Linked DNA regions of Mus musculus: region 1 is linked to region 2. A link is a contact called in public promoter capture Hi-C data. All regions are on one chromosome and are shown on one strand. The core of a region is the stretch at or near the end of the contact, and the rest is flanking DNA. Distances in the headings are between cores, read along the strand shown. Region 1 holds the start of Lrch4 (leucine-rich repeats and calponin homology (CH) domain containing 4). Region 2 holds the start of Wbscr25 (Williams Beuren syndrome chromosome region 25 (human)).

What was found. Capture Hi-C pulls out chosen DNA fragments and counts their contacts.
Region 1: a contact with region 2 is called in a promoter capture Hi-C map of adipose tissue. The contact joins the promoter of Lrch4 here to the promoter of Wbscr25 in region 2. A contact is called at or near these places in 1 of 39 promoter capture datasets (embryonic stem cells) and 2 of 9 other capture datasets (adipose tissue and liver).

What each region holds. Positions count from the first base shown.
Region 1 is chr5:137,627,847-137,631,538 of GRCm38.p6, forward strand. Lrch4 (leucine-rich repeats and calponin homology (CH) domain containing 4) reads left to right here and starts at 1,277. Exons shown (of 18, transcript NM_146164.2): 1 at 1,277-1,580. The coding sequence starts at 1,361. Gm20605 (predicted gene 20605) reads left to right here and starts at 1,277. Exons shown (of 22, transcript NR_033148.1): 1 at 1,277-1,580.
Region 2 is chr5:134,999,980-135,004,037 of GRCm38.p6, forward strand. It overlaps Wbscr25 (Williams Beuren syndrome chromosome region 25 (human)), which reads right to left and starts at 1,371. Exons shown (of 5, transcript NR_026907.1): 1 at 91-1,371. It overlaps LOC115490310 (a small nuclear RNA gene), which reads right to left and starts at 38; the gene lies at 1-38.

The sequences.
Region 1 (3,692 bases), core at 27-2,526, 2.6 Mb after region 2:
TGTTTGTTTGTTTGTTTGTTTGTTTTTGTTTTTAAAAAAGGTTAGTTTGGAGTTATGTAGTCCAGGCTTGCCTGGAATTGACCTCGAAGTCCCGATCCTTCTGCCTCCTCTTTTTAAGAACTGTCACGACAGGCTCATGCCACCACACCCAGCTTCAAATAAGAGGTTTCCAATAGACAAAGTCTGTTATGAAAGTATGTGTGGGGGAGTTCTACTGGAGGTCTGAGATTTGTCCAGCTTCCCTTTCCTCATTTATAAAAAACCCGAGGTCTTAGCCGGGCGGTGATGATGCACGCCTTTAGTCCCAGCATTCGGGAGACACAGGCAGGAGGAGCTCTTGAGTTCAAGGCCAGCCTGGTCTACAGAGCAAGTTTCAGAACAGCCAGGGCTACACGGAGAAATAAATCCTGTCTCGGAAAAGCAACAAACAAAAAACCCCCAAAGATCTTGTTCTAGAGGCCATGAGATCCTTCGTAGTCTCTAAAGTTTGGTCTGGCCATCACAAGTCTTCTCCAGGGGGACTTTGGCAGGTCTGACGACTTTCCCTCTCTGAACTGGAAACCCCCTCACCGGTCATCCCCAGCATTCCCATTAGGGACTCAAGACTGCGCAGGAGGAAATGGTCCCTTCTGTTGAGACAACAGCCTGAGTGCTGAGTGGGGCATCCCTCGCCCTTCCTCACTTCTCGGATGCTGGTTTGCTCCCCAGTAAGCACAGCTAGTACCCAACCCTAACCCTGCACTGTCAGGCCGCCCAGCGCGCGCCTTTTACGATCTTTACCTGCGTCTCAAAAATTCTAGCTCACCCACCTCCTTCTGTCTAGCGAATGGAGCACCTCCTAGCCCATGCTATTGGTAGGCAGAACCGTCCCTCAGAGAAGAGGCCGGGACAGGTTCCTTTTGTAGGTTCTAATTGGTCTTCTTCACAGTCACTCGCCTGAATCTAGATTGCAATTGGTCTTGGTTGAAAAAGCAGGTTTGTGGTCTCTGGGTCTCTAATACCCTAAAGTTGAGACCTGTAGTCCCCGCCTCCTGGGCGGGTCTCATTGGCTCCATCTCCAGCCTCGAGAGTTGTGATTGGATGTCGCTGCGCGGGGCGGGCCGACCAGGAACCGCGGCCGTTGGCGGGGTGCTCCTCTTCACCCCTCCCTTCCCTCAGTGTAATCTAGAATTGAGAGGCTCCACCCCCTGCCGTTTTCTGATTGGGCACTTCTAACGCGTCTCTGGTTCATGATTGGTCCGCGGAGTTCCTGACCCTCGCTTCCTCCCTTCAGTGGGGACTACGGCGGCTCCGAGGAGGGGGAAGGGCGAGAAGGGCCGGCCGGTGCCGTCAGTCAGGCAGGGGGAGCCGCCGAGAGCGGATGGCGGCAGCAGTAGCGGGCCCACTCGCCGCCGGGGGTGAGGAAGCTGCAGCTTCAGTGTCCTTGCCAGGGTCTCCTGGTCTACCTGGGAGCCGTAGCGCAGAACGAGCCCTAGAGGAGGCTGTGGCCACCGGGACCCTGAACTTGTCCAACCGGCGTTTGAAGCACTTCCCCCGGGGCGCGGCCCGCAGTTACGACTTGTCAGACATCACCCAGGCTGGTGAGTTGCGCTGGTGCCCAGAGAGCAGGGGACCCATACTGGACTGCGACCCTCATTTGCATAGCCCCGCCTCGCGTTCGATTGGGCCCACCCCTTCACCTGGCAGTCTTGAACGCTCGCCCCTTGGGATTGGCATTGAGCCCGCGACCTCCCCTCCCCTGTGTAAGAACCACTGGACAATGAGTTCGCTTCAAGAGTGCACAGAACACTTTTGGCCGAGCTCTAGGAGACTCTTCCCCTTTATTTGCATATTGCGCACCTGTAGCATGGTCCCGCCCCTCACCTGGTTGGCTTCTTCAACCCTAGATCTGATCAACCCTTAAAGCAAACTTCCATGTAGAATCTATCATTAATCGCTACATTTTCACCCTTTTAGTCGTTTCCAACGTCTTTCTCACCCGTCCACCACAATCCCAACAAGCCCCGTTATCTCTTTCCTAAAGGGTCGCTCCTAACAACCCGACGTTTCTGCTTGCTTTTCCGTAGTCTCCCCAAGTCCCAGCCCCTCTCCGCCGTCCACCCCAGCCTATCTATGTGAAAGAAGTGAATCTCTCGCCCTTAACTTTCCACCCATTATCCCCCTATCCCCTTTCTCTTCTTCCTGGTTTTATGAGGTCACTGTGGAGTTTGTGATCTCATAGGAACCCTACAATTCTGCTTTCCCCTTAGGGGAGAAACTTGAGGCAGCTTGCTGAAAGGAAGGACATTGTATCTCTTAGCTAGGAGTGCTGACCTCCTGGAGACTCTCCAGTCCCTGCCCTCAGGACCCCTCTAATCATGTCCACCCCACCCTGGTGTGTGTGTGTTTGGGATCCCACTAATCATGGACACTCTACCCTTGGGTCTGCTATGGCCAGGCACTGGGGACTGTACTATGACAGGTGAGTCAGGCTGCTTAGGAGGCAGCCTATGAACTTGGGCTGGCAGCTGAGGGCGGGGAATCACAACAGAGGGCTACATTCCGGGAGCCCCACCCCAGTCTGGGCTGGAGTGTTAGGGCCCCTTCTGCTCCTCTCATCTGGTCCAGGGCTGGATCAAGCTGGATCAAAGAACACATTGCTCCAGTAGGTTCCTGCCCACCTGCAATTGTACCAGGCTGGCTGGGGCACAATCTCCTCTTACAGCTCTGGAGAGAAAAAGTTTAAATCTCTCTGTTTTTAAATGCTTTTTCCCTACACAGTTGAATGAGTCCTGGGAATGGGTGAGCCCCAGGAGCCATGCTTACCCCTCCTAGGTCCCCCCAGCCCCCCAGCTCCAGATTGACCTCAGCAGCTGTGTGACACTGGCCGTCTGTTCCCTTTCCCCTCCCCCTCTTGCTTGTTTTGTGACCAAGACCAAATGTTTTTCTTTACTTCCTCAGGGCTCTGTCTCAGTGAGTGGACTCTTGGGAAAACTACCAAGCCCTCCCAGCCCCTCCTAGCTCCTGCCCCAACCCAATCTCCTCCTTCAACATTCCGGCCCAGGGTGCAGCTAGGGCTCCCCCGGGTGCAGGCTCACTGTGTGCTGAAGTGGGAAATCCCCTCTCTGCCTTCTCCAGTCTTGTTGGAGCCCAGGTTCTAGGCAGGTGGGTTCCATTATGTCCAGCCATCGTCCTCTGTCTTCTCGCTCCAAGCTGGGAGCTCCTAGCCTGGGAGGGCGTGTGTGTATGACAGAAACCCAGAATTGCCTGGTGCCCTGTCCTCTGCCTCCCCTTACCCTCCAACCTAGACTAAGTGCTTCAGCATTGTGCTGCTGGGTTAGTGTGTCTCCTGCTCGCTGTCTTTCCTGAATGTTCCCTCCGTGGAGGGAACCAAGGATTGTGTTCCCGTGACCTGCTAGTAGAGACCTGGGTTGGGGCAGGGCAAGTTCTAGCAAAGGAGAAGTGTCGATCACTCTCCCACAGACCACATCCTGTGCCCCTGAGCCCTGCCTCCTCCAGCCTGGGCTGCTTCCGCCCCTGACTTCTGCTCCTCTACTCTTTACCCAATCCCAGTTTGGTCTGCACTCCTATGCATGCATGCATAACACTTATGCATTTGTGAGCACAAAGGGAAGAGGCAGGTGTTGGGCATGGGTGGAGGACCAGATGCGGGCCTCCCACCGTCTCCGGAACTGTTCTTCCCATATCAGCTC
Region 2 (4,058 bases), core at 121-2,620:
TTCTCCACTTGATCTTAGCCAAAAGGCCGAGAAGCAATTAGAACATTCTCTTCCACCGCAACCCCACTCATGTAGTCAAATCCTTCTCACCTCAGCCTCCAGGTCTTTCACTCAACCGTCTCTTTCAGATATGCCATCTTAGAAGATCCAGGATTGGGTCCGCTTCTATGCTTTGAAGTTTTGTTTTTTTTTTTTTTTTTTTTTTTTTAAGTATTGGTATTTGCTCCATCTGGAGCAGAACTGGCAAGGATTCTTGCACCTCGGACCTTTGCATACAGTAGATCCTCAATTAACAAAGGCTCGAGCTTGCAGGCAGAGAAGATAGGATTATAACCTTCAGAAAGGCTTTTCCCAAGCAGAGCAGATTGCTACTACCTTAAAGCAAGTGTAGACGCAGCGTGGACTTGGCTGGTTGTGTCTGGTGCGCCGTGCCAGCTGCGCTGTGCCTGTTGAGTGGTGCCGGGTGTGCTGTGGCTTGTGTGTTGTGCCTGGTGTGTTGTGTTTGGTGTCCTGTGCCTTGTGTGGCAAGCCTGGCATTCTGTGCCTGGCATGCTGTGGCTTGTGTGTTGTGCCTGGTGTGTTGTGTTTGGTGTCCTGTGCCTTGTGTGGCAAGCTTGGCATGCTGTGCCTGGCTTGATGTGCCTGGTGTGCTGTGCTTGAAGTGCTGGGCCTGCTATGGTGTCTCTGGTTTGCTGTGCCTGAGGTGCTGTGCCTGGCATGGTGTGACTGGCGTGGTGTGGCTGGTGTGGTTTGCCTGGTGTGGTGTCTCTGGCGTGCTTCGCCTGGCTTGGATTGCCTGGTATGCTGTGCCTGGTACGGTTTGCCTGGCTTGGTGTGTCCGGTGTGTTGTGCCTGGTGTGTTGTGCTGGGCGTGATGTGCCGGGTGTGCTGTGACTGGCGTGATGTAGTTGACAAGCTGTGACTACCGTGCTGAGCCTGGCGTGGTTTGGCTGCTGTACCGCGCCTGCGGTAGTGTGCCTGGCCCGCTGTGGCTGATGAGCTGTGCCTGGCCTGGAATGGCTGGCGTGTCATGGCTGCCTCCTTCCTTTGAAGTTGTTTCCTTTTGTTCCTCATCTGTTTTTTTTGTAGAATTTTTTTGAGGGGTAATAGTATGTCTTCCATCTGGAGTTGTTGCGCCTGGGGTGCCATGCCTGCCAATGTATACGGAAAGCATCAACAGATTAATCCGCTTAGGTTCAAAATTTGGGAAGACACCAGGCAGATGGAGAAACAGGACTTCAGGTGGCAAGGTGGGAAGCCACACTGGGGGGGCCCCTGGGAGGCTGAGCCCCAGCGGGAACCTCCAGGGGCCCTCGGGAATCTCCTAAACAAGCTACAATCCAGCTGATGCCCCTGCCACACCCGGACCAGCAGGCAGGAATTTGCCCCTGTGACCTCCCCAGGCACACTCCTGTCACCATGGCGACCGGCTTAGGGAACAAGCGGCCTGATTGTCCCTGCCCAGCAGGGCAGGTGAAACCCTGGCCACGTGACCGATACTGAGCCAGGTGCGGTTAGGAAGACACTCGCTGCCTCCAGCCTTAACCCGTTCGACTCCCGGTCGCCGCCAGGGTGCAGTGTCTCTACCTCCCAGCCTGCCATGCACACGCATACCACACACACACACACACACACACACACACACACCACACTTCTTTGGGTCTAGAGGGCCCTAAATGAAATCTGGGAAGGAATCCAACCTGAGCCACACTAGTGACTGGAGCTGGGTAACTTCCGCCTTTCTCCATTTCTTTGTTTCCTTCAGTGTAAAATAAGAATGGACTGAGAGAGATGGTTCAGCGGATGCCTTGAATTCGGTCCTTGGGACCTACACGGAAGGAGAGAACTGATCCCCACTTGTCCTCTGACTCCACACTGCCGGCTACACATATACAGACACACAATAAGTCAAAATATTTTTAAAAAGAAAGAAAAGAAAAGAAAAGAAAAGAAAAGAAAAAAGAAGGAAGGAAGGAAGGAAGGAAGGAAGGAAGGAAGGAAGGAAGAAAGAAAGAAAGAAAGAAAGAAAGAAAGAAAGAAAGAAAGAAAGAAAGAAAGAAAGAAAGAAAAAGGAAATAAGGATTAGGCTCATCTCAGTATAATCCCGGGGTCTAGGAGCTCTGGCTCAGTAGCCCATCTGAGTTGCGAAGCCAACCAATGCAAACTCCCTGGTTTGGCCCACAAGCTGGGAAAGGGTGGGCAGCTCTGGAATGACCTTTCCCCAACATGCCACCCCCAGAGTCCTGCCACGGAGCTTGACCCCCTTCTTTGCCCCGCCCACAACTTTCTCTGGAATGTTCACTTGGGACCTTCAAACCAACAGGTTTTTCAGCTTGCCAGGCTCAGCCTTGAGCGAGCCATGTGACCACAATGCTTTGAGGGCCAGGACTATGTATGTCCTCAACGCCACTCCTGACACCAGATCTGGGCTATTTGGCTTTTGGGCATGTGGTCAAAGGTCGTGTGCCAGGCTGGGGTGAGCTGGCTAGACAGAAGGTTGACTGGTCAGAAACTCTTTAACAACACTACCTTTTCCCAACAGAACTATGAACCCTTTCACTCTGTGGACTGGTGAGATGGCTCAGTGGATAAAGGCACTTGCTGCCAAGTTTATTGATGTGAGTTCAATTCCTGGAACCCACATAGAGACAGAGAACAGACTCCCTCAAGTTGTCTTCTGACCTCTACATGCATGCTGTGACACCTGTACAACCACACAAATGGACAGACACAGAGGACACACACAGGAGGGGGAGAGAAATACAGAGATACACAGAGACATAATAAATATATAAAATAAATAATAAATAATATTTATTTATAATAAATAAATAAAAAGGAAGTTTAGGTGGGTGGGGTGGTACATGCCTTTAATCCTAGCATTCAGGAAACAAACAGATCTCTGTGAGTTGGAGGCCAGCCTGGTCTACAGAGCAAGTTCCAGGACAGCCAAGGCTATGAAACAAAACAAAACAAAAACCTGTCTCAAAAACCAAAAATTCCTATAAAAATATCTCTAAGGATCCTTCCCAGAACTTGGTCTGAAATCTCAGCATTCAGGAGGCTTGAGGCAGGAGAACTGCTGTGAGATCGAGGCCAGCATGGATTATATAATGAGTTTCAGGGCAGCCTGGGCTACAGGACCAGACTCTATCTTTAAAAAAAAAAAAAAAGGAAAAGAAAAAAGAAAAAAAGGAGTTACAGAGACAAAGTTTGGAGCTGTGACGAAAGGATGGACCATCTAGAGACTGCCATATCCAGGGATCCATCCCATAATCAGCTTCCAAACGCTGACACCATTGCACACACTAGCAAGATTTTGCTGAAAGGACCCAGATAGAGCTCTCTCTTGTGAGACTATGCCGGGGCCTAGCAAACACAGAAGTGAATGCTCACAGTCAGCTATTGGATGGATCATAGGGCCCCCAATGGAGGAGCTAGAGAAAGTACCCAAGGAGCTAAAGGGATCTGTAACCCTATAGGTGGAACAACAATATGAACTATCCAGTACCCCGGAGCTCTTGACTCTAGCTGCATATGTATCAGAAAATGGCCTAGTTGGCCATCAGTGGAAAGAGAGGCCCATTGGACTTGCAAACTTTATCTGCCTCAGTACAGGGGAACACCAGGGCCAAAAAGTGGGAGTGGGTGGGTAGGGGAGTGGGGGTGGAGGGTATGGGGGACTTTTGGGATAGCATTGGAAATGTAAATGAGGAAAATACCTAATTAAAAAAATATATATATATATAAAGGAAAAGGAGGAGGAGGAGAAGAATGGAAGAAGAAGAAGAAGAAGAAGAAGAAGAAGAAGAAGAAGAAGAAGAAGAAGAAGAAGAAGAAGAGGCGGCAGCAGCTGGGAGGTGGTGATATATGTCTCTTTAATCCCAACATGAAAGGCAGAGGCAGGTGGATGTCTCTGAGTTTGAGGCCAACCCAGGCTACACAGAGTTCCAGGACAGCCAGCTCTGTTAAAGAGAGAAACCCCTTTCTCAAAAACACAAACAAACCAAAAAAAAAAAAAGTTTGGGTTTAAGAGGGGAGCTGGGAATGTAGCTCCG